Linked DNA regions of Mus musculus: region 1 is linked to region 2. Evidence: chromatin contacts called from public Hi-C data. All regions are on one chromosome and are shown on one strand. The core of a region is the stretch at or near the end of the contact, and the rest is flanking DNA. Distances in the headings are between cores, read along the strand shown.

The links. A called contact is a pair of places that touch in the nucleus more often than the background predicts.
Region 1: a contact with region 2 is called in a Hi-C map of cerebellar granule neurons, with 2.0 times the contacts expected there. The contact joins two enhancer-like sites. A contact is called at or near these places in 2 of 39 promoter capture datasets (embryonic stem cells and hippocampal neurons), 25 of 484 Hi-C or Micro-C datasets (the G1E-ER4 cell line, bone marrow-derived dendritic cells, bone marrow-derived macrophages and 15 more), 4 of 115 datasets of contacts at active chromatin or transcription factors (embryonic fibroblasts, embryonic forebrain, extraembryonic endoderm stem cells and 1 more) and 1 of 9 other capture datasets (bone marrow-derived macrophages).

What each region holds. Positions count from the first base shown.
Region 1 is chr16:85,147,030-85,153,691 of GRCm38.p6, reverse strand. All of the region lies in intron 1 of App (amyloid beta (A4) precursor protein), which reads left to right. Among named protein-coding and RNA genes, the nearest start is that of App, 23 kb to the left of the region's middle. Within about 2 kb of position 1,966, at least 78 of the 459 cell types and tissues checked have an H3K27ac peak or open chromatin away from gene starts, as enhancers often do. A contact at or near this core is called in cerebellar granule neurons, where this site is marked.
Region 2 is chr16:85,082,557-85,088,935 of GRCm38.p6, reverse strand. App (amyloid beta (A4) precursor protein) reads left to right here. Exons shown (of 18, transcript NM_001198823.1): 4 at 6,048-6,160. Among named protein-coding and RNA genes, the nearest start is that of App, 88 kb to the left of the region's middle. Within about 2 kb of position 2,440, at least 10 of the 459 cell types and tissues checked have an H3K27ac peak or open chromatin away from gene starts, as enhancers often do. A contact at or near this core is called in cerebellar granule neurons, where this site is marked.

The DNA.
Region 1 (6,662 bases), core at 717-3,216, 65 kb before region 2:
GTCAGTACGAGTGTTCATGGGAACAGAGACCAGGCACTTTGCTGTATGGATTCTTTTGACCCGAAGGCAACGGAGAAATAGCAGACACTTGAGGCTTTTACCCACTCCTCTCTGCCTACATGTGGATCAATTTCCATCTTTGATGGTGTGAGCTGTATCAGGAAGGAGTTTATCACTGATCCCGTGGACATGGCACTGACCTTAGTCTACAGAAGCAAACCCCTGGTTTCTTCCATCTTTTTTTTCTTTGCCACCAGTAGCTGCTCTTAGCAGCTCCAGGTCTCTTAGACTGTGAATCATTAGCCTTCCCTTTGCATGTCAACATTTAGGATAGTGAGGAATACTGGACTATCTTATAGCCATTTCAGAGTCTCTGGGGGGAATAGGAAAAGGAAAGAATTTGCATTAAAAGTCAGCTGATCTGTCATGTCAGAGGTGTGATTTGTTAGTTTTGGGAAGACCATTATTCTTTATGGTACATGTGAAAATACTGACTGTGTAAAGAAGCCCCTTATCCGTGGTGAGAACAATGGTAATTAATAGCAGATAGACCTTCTAGAAGTCAGTTGTGCCCAGAAGTGTGTTTCATGTAATCCCCCGCTGAATGGGAATTTAAGATTGGACCACATGAACAATCTGTCCTTGGTGCCTCCTGAGCCACCTCTGCACTGCCTACGTGAATGATGGGTGGGACTGAGCTAGTGGGTCCTGTCGGGCCAGACATCCTCTCCTTGAGGAAGACAGCCTTGGGGTGGGATGGACTGATAAGAAGGCAGACTGGGAGTTTGTTAAGCCATCAGCCAGTTCTCAACTGCTCTGGACCCTCCCTGCAGCAGGAGGGATGCTGAGGAGTAAGACCTCCTCCCACCTCCACTCACACTCGCTCCTTGGTGTCTTCTCTGCCTCTCTCTGCTCGCATCACCTTTTTCCTAGTCGTCTAAGTCAGCGGTTCTCAACCTGTGGGTTGTGACCCCATTGAAGGTTGGGCAAGAGATTTTTTTTTTTTTTTTTTTGCAGGGGTTGCCTAAGAACATCGGGGAAGTACAGACACTTACGTTATGATTCATAACATTTGCAAAATCATAGTTAGGAAGCGGCAAGGAAAATAACTTGACGGTTGGCTCACCACAGCATGAGGAGCTGGTTGGAGTCTCCTTCTCTTTATCACAGCTCCAAATAAGGGAACCCTCAGAAGATCTGGGGGTCACTCAGAACATGGGTCTGCAGATCATGCAAGATCCAGATTATGAATTTGGGTCCTGACTTGGCACAGCCCAGTAGAAACGCGGCTGTAGAGGAATTATTAACTTTCTTAAGCTTCCATTTCCATATCTACAGAGTATTTGTTAATAGTGCTGTTAGGAGCCATGCTGAATTAATAAGAACTACAAAGATAACATGTGGAAGGTACTGAATGAAGGATTAACATGGCTCTTCTTGTCATTTCTTGGCCCCTTCGTAACAGCTCTTTTCTGACCTTTCTATACAGTCCTGACTGTACAGGCCAGTGCTGCGTCCCCTTTTTACAAATGCAGGGGCTGAGAAGAGCCCATTTGCCCAAGGTTCTTGTCTTCTGTTTCAGCTGCTGTCAAACAGCCGGAAGGCTTCCGTTCTAGGCGAATTCCCTCCCTGACTGTACCTGAGACCAGGTTGTTAAGATTTTCCGCAGGGCCTTTCTTTCCTTGCTTATCCATCCTTGCAGTTCTTGACCTTCTTGAACCCTACAAAACCAGCTTAGGAAGGAATCTAAAGCATGCTGGTCACAACGAGGACCATTTCCCTGTCCTTCCCTCTGATTCTCCACAGTTGACCAGGCGCCGGTGACAGCCTTGGCTGCTTGAACCAGCTAGAGAGAGCCACGGAATTCCAGGCTGCTTGCTTTCAAAGGGCTCCACTAACCCCTCTGAAAACAAAGGGTTGTTTATCACATATCAAAGCATACCGGGCAGGGATAATTGAGAGATCTTCTGATAGGTCATGTGGTTTGTAGTCTCTGCCCAGGCTTCTGGAGTGGGTGGGCCGTGCTCCTGCCTCAGGTAGCAGTGACTTCTGTCTGCCAGGATTAGTTCTGTGTGACTGTCCTGTAGGTGTGCATAGCATCCGCTCACCATCAACACTTTATATTTCTCTGCCTAGGTCCCTAGAAAATAGATTCACAAAGAAAACCGTCTTGTACTTTGTATGGTTTCAGGTGACTCTGATATTTCATGAATTCACAAAACCCGAGTTGAACACAGCACCACCTAGTCTCTGGTCTAGGAGAGGTGTTTTGTTTTTTCTTTTCTTTTCTTTTCTTTTCTTTTCTTTTCTTTTCTTTTCTTTTCTTTTCTTTTCTTTTCTTTTCTTTCCTTTCCTTTCCTTTCCTTTCCTTTCCTTTCCTTTCCTTTTCTTTTCTTTTTTTTTTTTAGAATGGAAGTATCAACCTGGGTTGGGTTAAATGTTTTCGAGACAAGCCCCAGGCTGCAGGAGGGTTTTGCTGTTTAGACTCTAGAGGAACAAGCCTTCTCTTCTCGCCATTGCTTTGCCCTGACCCTGCATGTGTCAGGCCCTATCATATGTTCGGCTGTGTGATCCTGTGACACCCACATCCTGTTGCTGGATCCAAGCGCTTTGAGGCTGTATTAACGCAGATTAATTGAACAGTTGCCCTGTGAAAACAGATGCCCTTCGCCGCTCGTTTCTAATAAATTGTCAAGCCATTTAAAAGACTTCCCCTTGAAGAAGTCATATCTCCCCGAGAAGCTGAAGCAAAAGTGGAATGTTTATGTCCCAAATTAGTGTGCTATATTTAAAACCAGTGGCCTCGGCCTGACCAGGACATAATCCTTCGCCGCTTAATGAAACTGCCATCCTGTCCCTCTGTATTATATAGTGAAGTTGGTTCTACTTTCTGTATTCCAAACCAGAAAGCCGTTGTAAAGAACTAGCCAGAATAAGACATTAGTCTTCAGCTATTTGATGTTTTCTTTATAAATTAAAATTATAACTGACTTTGAAATAGGAAGCTAAGCCTGGCCTCCCCTGAACCAAAAACTGAAATTTTAGTAACATTTTGCTTACGGGATATTGTAATAAAATGCTCTTTGCTTAAGATAAAGGTATTTGTCCAGTGACATTCTGAGTTACAGAAAATTGAGAATGTATTATAGATAATGTACTATGAAACCAGAAGAACATTCTCTCTAGTTGACAAAGATATGCACAATACAAAGATCCAGGTATTGATCTGATGCTGTTCAGAGATCGAGAAAGGCCGAGAGCAAATCCTATTTCAAAGTGCAATTCAAGTAAAATTAGATTCAGTGAGACTATATCATTTACCCACCCTTGTAGTAAATAATAAGGTAGAGGTGCGAGTCTAAGCTGTTACCTAAAGGAAGTGAAATGACCCAGAGAGATGAGCATCCCATGACCTCCCAAATGGAATCGAAGCAGTTGAACTTGCAAGAGTAGACACTAGATGCCAGTGGATGGGGTAAATGGGAGATGTTGTTCAAAGGGTAGGAATTCGCAGTTAGACATGGGTACATCATAGAGAGCTGGAGTATAGATATTGTCACTGTAGTTAATAATAAGTGTTATATTCTTGAAATAGGTTTTAAGTGTTCACACACATATAGAACAGTATGTGTGGTGATAGGTAACTTCATTAGTTAATTGTTATTTAATTACTTAAAATTATATATATGTGTATATATATATGTATGTATATATATGTGTGTGTATATATATATATATATATATATATATATATATATATATATATCAAAACATTATCTCGTGCATGTTGGATAAGATAACTTTTATTTGCTACTTCTTTTTCACAAACCCACCTTGCACTTCATTTGTAAAGAGAAGTGAAGTCCCTAACCTGGAGGGTTACAGTAAGAATATCGTGTAGGCTTCAGTAAGCATTTGTCATTACTGATGCTGCTGTAAGCCAGTGCTCATGACTGGCTCCTCTCCCCTTCCTCTGCCAGATGTTCTCAGTGGCTCTCTGTTGATGCATGCAGCTGTGTTTCTGAGGGACACCATGGAATGTCCTTAACCCTCTGTCTTCAGGATCAGTGTTTATCCCACAGTAAAAGAAACAAATCACCATCAAGGTTGCTTTGTAGCAACATACAAACCCCCAAAGCTCACATAATGACTATGTGACACCATATGAATGGACACCATAGCCACCATGTAACGGCTGATGACAGATACTTTCTCCCCGTTTTAGTAACACTCTGCTGCTTTTCTGTCCCATCAGAGTTCCATGTCTTTGTATTATGTGTTTATTAGATCCTAGGCATGATGTATGCAGTACTGGTTGCCATCAAAATAGATTGTAGAGTTTAATGGGAAGTCTAGGAGTTGACATCCGTACCCTACATAAAACCAACCAACCAACCTTTTAACCTTGCTGATTAGCTATCATTGAGTAATAGATTTCCCACCTGGACCACCACTTATACTCTACTAATTCTAATCCAGATTCTGTAGCTCTGTTGTCTGTCTAAATCTGAATTCTTTTCTCTTGACTCCATCTGTTTTGTCAGAGCCTAGTGTAGAAGCGGTGGACTTTGAGCCTTACATGGACCCAGGCCAACAGTTCTTCTCCCCACATCCGGAGACCAGGCTTTGCCTTTTACAAGAAGGAAACTGCCTCTCTGTTCCCAAGACAAAGCTCCCTCGACTATAGTTGCTGCATGTTTGGCTCAGAGGTTTGCACAGTCTATGTGTATAGGCAGGCCATGGCCTTGCTGGGCCTGCTGGAAGATGGCTAGCTCTCGCTGGCTAATAGTTGACTCACTCACCGTGGGATGGAAGCTCTGGCCTGGACCAGACTCTGGTCAGTGTCTGTTGATCTCAGGGAACATTCCACAGCTGCTGATGTAACTCAAATGACTGGAGCCAACTCTTCTGGACCGGTTAGAGGGCTTGCCTGGACCAGTTAGATGACTGGCTGTCACTCAGTTTATCTGGGGGAATTCTGTGAAGTGAGTGTTACTTTCAGTTCCTCCATGGTAAGGGGAACTTCTCTCCTCTTATCTTCTTTTTGCAAAGTGTGTTTTTTATAAAACCAAAGTAGCATCTTTGGGACTGTGGTGGTGCCCCGATTCCCGATTGGGAAGCCTTGGGAAGAGGCTGCAGAAGGATCCAGAGTTCAAAACAGACTCAGCTACAGATGTTCCAGGCCAGGCCAGGTGACATGAAACGGTGTCTCAAGAACCCTCAAAATAAAATCATCAAAAATAGAGATGGAGTTTATAAACGATGTGGCTACTATTTCATTTGGTACCCTATTCAACATGATCCTCACAGTGCTTATAACTCCTTTTGCTTGAACTTTTTTTTTTTCTCCTGAGCTGGGGCTCAGACCAGAGCCTTGTGTACTAAGTAAAAAGTACTGTACCAGTGAGAGCTATCCCAAGACTGAAATATCTTTTTATTGAGAGATTCCTCATGAAATGCATACTGAGGCTTTTGTTTGTTTGCTTGTTTTTCTAAATGTGATTGCAGAACCAGATAATTTGTGAGACTGCCCATGGTATGAAAAGATTAGTTTTCCTAGTCTGGGTGTGGGCCAAGACCTATTGTTGTTTCTGATGCAAACCCAAGACCAAGGACTGCGGTTGCAAACTTACTTATATGACTGCCATGTTCCTAAAAAAGATTTTTAGAAACTTAAATTAAAAAAGCTTCAAGCAGCCCAGGCACAGTGGGCACACCTGTCACCCCAGTACCTGGAAAGTCAAAATCAGGAGTTCCAGGTCATCCTCTGCTAGGTACAAAATTCCAGAGAACCCTGGGCTAGCTACCTGAGACTGTTTTAAAACCTGCAACAAACAAACACAAACAAACAAACAAACAAAAAACTCTCACATAAAAATTAGACCAATAGAATTAGGAAAACAGGCCACTAGATACCAACATACATTTTGTTACTAATTTTAAAACTATCCCTTAGATGCACAGAAGTACTTATCAGATAACTGCAGCTTAGGGGTCGCCCGAGTTTACTAGGAAGCCATCTGTTTATGGGACAAACATGTATCTGCTGTCATCAGGAAGGTCACTGGGGTAGCTGTGACTCAGATCCACTAAGGGAAGGGACAGAAATAGGACTCCTATCTTTTGTATCTCTGGGATGGTGACCAGAGAGGTTTATGTTGTTGCTATGTAGGCCCTTTTTAAAAACTCCAAGCTGTAAATACTGAATTTTAGAAGCACATCGTCATGGCTTTAGAAAAACAACGGTCTAGGATTTCCGAAGGAGCTTGTGGCTCCTGCAGCTATTCCTGATTTGGTGTTAAGTTTCTGTTCTTACCAGGTATCCTGACCTCCAGTGTGGGCTTCTTTCAGAACACTTCAATTAAAAATGTAATTATTAGTGTGGCATTCGTGAGAACATGCCCTGGTAGAGCTTTAGGGATGAGAAGACAACGTTTGAAAATTGATTGTCTCCTTCTGACATGTTATCCCAGGTTGGAACTCATGTTCCCATGCAGCTCAGGTTACTAGGGGTGTTGCTAAGTACTTTCACCTGAGTTATCTTCCCTGCCACCAATCAGAACTCTTAGCAGTCAAAATAAAAGGGGGAAAAAGGGTTTCATTTAGTTTTTAAAAGTCATTGTGTTTTTTTCAAGAAAAATAGAGATTAGATTAAAAAAACA
Region 2 (6,379 bases), core at 1,191-3,690:
GTAGATATTTCTGTAGCTCTCTGTGTCTCAATTAGCATCCCTAGGAGCTCACCCTGTTGATCCCTCTATCACCCACTGGACTGTTCTACTTCCCGTGCTTGTCTGTAAACTCTCACCCCACTGTGAGCATCTGCCTTCCACCCACCTTCCTTTGCCTCCACCATTTAATTCAGAATGCTCTGATGACAACATCACAATTACAGTACTTTAAATTGTGAAAGCTCTTTAAAAAATCCTAAAATTGTTAGCCATTGTTGATCACTATACTTTGAAAAAATATCATTATTATTTCAAAACAATTATTGTTAACAGAGAGGTACAGGTAGTCTGTTTCTCTTGAACACCCATCTCACGGTTAGTGTGTTCACGAACGTGAGCACATCTGCGTGTGGTATGTATGTGAGGCAGAACTCTCCTCACCTGAATGAGTCTGAAAGACTTAAAGGAAACTTTTAGTGCTCACTTCTTGGCTTGCAGCTTGCTTGAAACATTCACTCAGCTTCTGCCATCTGCCAAATTGTTCTCTGAAGAAACCCAGCTGCCAGCTGTTATTGTAATAGTTACGGTGACACTCGGGGTGACAGCACAGCCACTTTACAGAACCGAGTCATTTACTCATGTGTTCCTGAGAACCCAGAGGTGACCCTCACCATGAAGCAAAACTCTGCCTCATGCCGAGCCAGTTGAGAGGCATTTTGGTGAAATACACTTCTGAAAACATTCTTTCCACACAAATGCCTCCCGGAGCCGTTTGCCAGCTGGTTGTCAGCGTGCGCCACTTATAGGGCGTCAGTCCATCTAACGTGCTGAAACAAAATATATATATATATTTAAATAAATTTTCCAAGTAAATATGAGTAAACATTTCTTCGGTCTGTAGCTATCACTTTGGTATGTACATATGCAGTGTGAACTAAAGCGCACATAAATCTAGAGTGGGTATTTGTACGTTTGCGAATTTATGGGGACATGTGAGACACATCTGATCCTGGGCATCTCCATCCGGTGTGAAGTGGCTTCTAGTTTGTGAGGCAGGAGTAGGCAGGCTTTGTTTCTTTCCTCCCGGATCTTTTCAGTTTGACTTCCATTCTAAACTCTTCATCCTAGTCTGAGGTGGTGTCACTTTTCCCGTGGATAAGGTCAACAGCACCAGCCTAGTCAGCTATGATGCTAATGACAGGCGAACATGCCCATCTCCCTGTGTTCCTCAAAAGTGCTGACCAGATTTGTAGCTGAACACTGTGTAGCCTGCCCTCACCCACCCATGAGCTCATGCAAATTGCTCTTCTCTGAGAATTCACCCCCTCCTGTTTTTGTCTGGATTCATAGGCATGCGTTTGCTAGGGACTTCTGTACCCTGTTGCTCTGTGGCTGGAATGTCTTCTGTCAACGTAGGATGTTTTTCTCTTCCCTTTTCTCGCTTTCTCCAGCGCATTCTCAACCTATTCGCTCTCACGACCCAGTAAAGTTCTCCACCTTGTCTCTCAGATTAGTCCCTACTCCAGTTCCTCCACTTTTTCTCCATCATATTTCTCACCAGCCAACAGTTTCTTTCTTATTATCATGTTCCTCTAGAGTGCTACTTTATTGCATCTCTTGTCGGTTTCCTGGATTCTCAGCCCTAGGAGAAATGTAAATAACTTGCAATGAAGACTTGTGTTAGGGGTGGACTGAGGTTCTTGGGAGAGGTGTTTGAAGATACCCAGACTTCTCTTAAGAACCACCATCATCGTGAGACTTGGAGGCTCACTGCTCTCATCCTGGGCCTCTGCCTCCCTCTGCAGAGCTCTACCGGAGCTGTTATCTAGCATACGTGATGTTCAAATGTACAACGCACCACTTCATCTGTGAGGCTCCACAGAGCTCCACAGAATAGCTATAATAAACGTGGTTCTCTTGCTTGCAGCTTTTCCTTTGAAATCATTTTATTCAAAAACCCATTCTGACTGTCCAAAACAGTCCTAGTTCTGAGAAAAAAATTTCTCAATTGTCTCACACTGGTTCCTTCTTATTTTCCCCTGTGGGGCGAACTGGTGGGGGTCCCCTCATGTTTCTGATAGTGGATGTTTATACTCCTAATACTACCTCATTGCTGGGATCTTTTTTCTGTAAAGTCACAATATAATAATTAGAAGTGCATCCCTGCCCTTGAATGCACGGTACTGCAGAATCTACCTTTCACAGGTTTCATAGCCACCATTCCCTCTCCTTTTCTCAAACGTTCTCTTGTGTAAGGGAACCTTATACAGTAAGCTCACTGGCAAATACTTTCTGCTCACTTCCATTGCAACTCAATTCGAGCAGCTAAGACAGTGGGTAAAAATGCAGCCCGTTGGCGGGGGATCACTTGGAGGGAGAGTCTCCCTCCCTGGTAACACCGGGAAACTGCAGAGCAGGAAACCGCCCATCCTTGCTCCATTCCGCCGGGAGCGTGACCGTGAGGTTATAGGTTCCCATGGACAGTCTATCTTGTGACTACAGAGCCCGGTGTCACACAGTCGCACTGTGTTCAAGTCACTGTTCGATGGGTTCTAACTGATGCAGCAGAATGCATTCCCGGCCCGTTCATTTGGATGACTGGACATTTTAGTCTCATTCTTTTCTAATGGCCAGACTGATCAGATCATAACATTAAAATATTTCACGGGCTTAGGATAAATCATTTTCTTATATCAAAGCCAAGGGAGATTGGCCATGTAAACCATGGTGACCCGAGTTTCAATGAGTCAAGGTATCTCTGGAAGGCCAGAGAGCAGGGACACGTGAAATTTCAGCTCAGCTCTGCTGCCTGCTGGCCCTGTGAGCGAACCACTGACCTGCACTTCTTCCTGCCCATCTACAAAATGAGGTAATTCAGGTTAGAGGTCTGTTCTCCCCGACACCAGAGCCAGCACTGCACGCCTGCAGGGGCCCTGTTGATTTCCACATCTTTGTTTTCTTGCCAAGACATCAGCCAAGTGTGCATTTTATCTACTTTAAAAACCCTCTCTCCTCTGAAATTTGCATATGTGCTTTAAATATGAAATTCTTTTTTTCTTTCACATAAAAACAGTTTGCATGGCTACCAAAAAACATGCCCAGTGTGTATTGGAGAATTTTTCTGTTTAGAGTAAACGTTGCCTTATTTCCCACAATATGTAGACGCGGTGAGCACAGCTTCTCCTTCCGATTCTCTGTTTAATTTGAACATTGGCTGCCTTCATCTGAATTCTGTTAAGAAATGCTCGCTCTTGAAGCATGAGTCCACATAAACAGGTTTATTTCCAAACCCAAAGCACCCATCCTTGTGTATGGAAACCCCAGGTTATACCTATCATAGACTTTTTAAAAAAAAAAATCAATAAATTTTGATTTACATATTACTCTCAGTCTATATCAAAACATCCATCTTTCCCGTAAAACTAAACTATGTTCTAGCATAGACTTTGTTAAAAAATTAATTTTTAACAAAATTCAATCCTCTCAATTCTTAAAGAATTTTTTTGCTATTTATTTCCATCTTTAATTGTATTATGTGGATAATTCTCAGTAGGACAATCTGTGCACGAATGCAGATATTCACAGTTGTCAGAGGTGTCGGGTCGCAACGGAGCAGGACATACTGGATGCTAGGGACTGAACTCAACAACAGTAGCCCTCTTAACTCCTGAGCCATCTCTCCAGGCTCTCTCTCTCTCTCTCTCTCTCTCTCTCTCTCTCTCTCTGGGAGAGATTTTTATAATTTAGCCTTCTAACCTTCTTGATGAGTGGCATTCTAATATGCTTTCCCAACCCTCAGGGGACGATAAGAAAGGCTGTCCACTGGTAAATTTCACTTTAATGATAGGGCACAGTGAGCTTCCATTTTGCCCTTTGTCCTGAGGCCTTTTAAAGTAGCTCGTGTTAATCCTTTGCTAGAGCAATTTTTCGTTAGCTATAGGCAATACCAGCAACTTACAGTTAAGTAAAATAATTTGCAAATTAAAAATTCCAGTATCCTTTTAAAATAGAATGAACAGTTGTTAGACTGTAAGCATCTCTCAGTGACTGGCTCAGCACTGTCATCGAGCCCTGGACAGACGAAAACCGATGGATTTGATTTTGTTTCTTGGCACCAGTTTTTCTATTTGTACCCCCAAGAACTCATTTAGGCCATGGACCAGAACATCTTATGTTTTCTTTTGATATTCTAAAAATGGATTCAATATTAACAGTCAGCATTTAATAATAGGCCAGCATTTAATCTGTCCAATAATTACTTATGAAACAGGAAAACATCACAGATGCAAATATGGCTGACCATGTTAACTAAGGAGGGTGGCTATATTAAGGGTTGTGGTCACTTTTGTCTTCCTATACCCTATTTTCCTGAAATACCTCAGTGAATAGGCATTTCCTGGCCGCCAGGATTGGTTACCTGACTTCCTCAGACAGCCTGAGTAGTTCACCTGGGAACGGTCCTTCCTCATAGATGGTATCTGTTTAGCTCTGGAACTAGGTTACAACCTCCTGTGGTCCACACTGCCTTAGGCAGGTTTCTTTGCAGAGGTTTCTCACTAGGGAAGTGGATTTGTAGGAGATGACATCATGGCTCTGTGTGGAGTAAGATGCATGATGCAGCTGCAGAAGTGGGAAGTTTTGAAGTGCCCTTTGCCCTTCCCTTCCTCCAGTACAAGCATGCTTGCCAGAGCTGTGTCAGGGGTAGGGATGGAATAGTCTGATGGCCAGCATTAATCCACAGAATCTAGAATCACCTGGGAGATTGGCCTATGAGCATGCCTGTGGTTGATTATCTTATTATGTTAACTAGGATGGAACAAGTGGCCCACTGTGGGTGGCACCATTCCCTTGCCGGGATCCTGTGCTGCATGTGTGGAACAGGGGAGCAGAGGAGCCTGTTGTATTCCACATTCTCTGCTTCCTGGTAGTGGATGTCACAGCTGTGTGAGAGACTGTCTTTCTTTCCCACCATGATGGACCCTATGTGCCCTTGGATCCTAAGACAGAGTCAGCTCTTTCTCCCTTAGGTCATATTTGTCAGAGAGTTTTTATTTTTACAGCAGGGAAAATCAGATGATAAATGAGGTGCTGTCCATACATTGTGAAACTTATCTTCATGACCTACTCTACCCATCCACTTAGACTAACCTTTAGTGATATTTCTACCTGAAGACATTCCCCTGTGCACCCGGTCAGATTCATTCACTGTATTGACCTAGGACTTGCTTCATTCTGGTATGAAAAGAAATCTCTTCATTCTTCAACAGACATTCATTGTCTAGTAGATGCAGACTTTGTGCTGAAGCAGAGGAATGCCACAATGGACAAAACCAAGAGCAACTAATTTCACAGCTTATGTTATTTTTCACTGTCAATCTTTTACCCTCATGACTATGTATGAACATGCATGAACATGTATGTATGTGTATACAGGAAGGGTGATATGTAACATTCCTAACCCTGGAGTACCAGTCAGGCTTAGGAGCCTTTCTCATGAGATGTAAGTTCAAAGAAAACAAGATTCCATAATTTGAATGAATTACTCTTTCCAGAGTGTTTTTATATAAACACATATATAATACACATTGTGTATGTACAGATTGGAGCTTAACATTTAAAAATGCTGCAGTCTCTAACAATTTGCAAGCAGTTTAAATTTACAAAATACAGAAACAGACATTGGTGTTGACAGTGCTCAAATTAAAGCTATCTGTTTTTGTACTGTAATCCTTAATGACAACGAATGTCAGTGGCTACTTGTGCAGCTGCTATATGGATGCAGAAACTGAAATTAATTCAAGGAGAAGGCACTGGGAATATATAGGGAACATACAGCCATCAAGGATGCATGCATAGGGAATGTATGGACATAAGGTCTTCATGGTAGCAAGGCAGTCGGTTGTTTAAAGAGGCTGACCCACCATGCTAAAGGTAGTGTAGCCTTTGTGGGGTTTTTCGTGCATTGAAAGTTCTGGGTAAGTTCTCTGACCTCCGTCGAGCCCGTGTGTGTCCATGGTGAAATCAGCTGTCATACGCGAATGATACAGGTCCACTCTCCTCTCTTTCAGTTGGTGAGTTTGTGAGCGACGCCCTTCTCGTGCCCGACAAGTGCAAGTTCCTACACCAGGAGCGGATGGATGTTTGTGAGACCCATCTTCACTGGCACACCGTCGCCAAAGAGGTACCAATCTGTGCCCGCTTTCCTGCAGAGCGATCTCCTTGGGGGAGGGGGGAATACAAAGATGTTTTTAGAGGGTTGTTGAAGGCAGTAAGTTCTTGGTGGTTTTTTGTTTTTGTTTTTGTTTTTCGAGACAGGGCTTCTCTGTATAGCCCTGGCTGTCCTGGTACTCACTCTGTAGACCAGGCTGGCCTCGAACTCAGAAATCCACCTGCCTCTGCC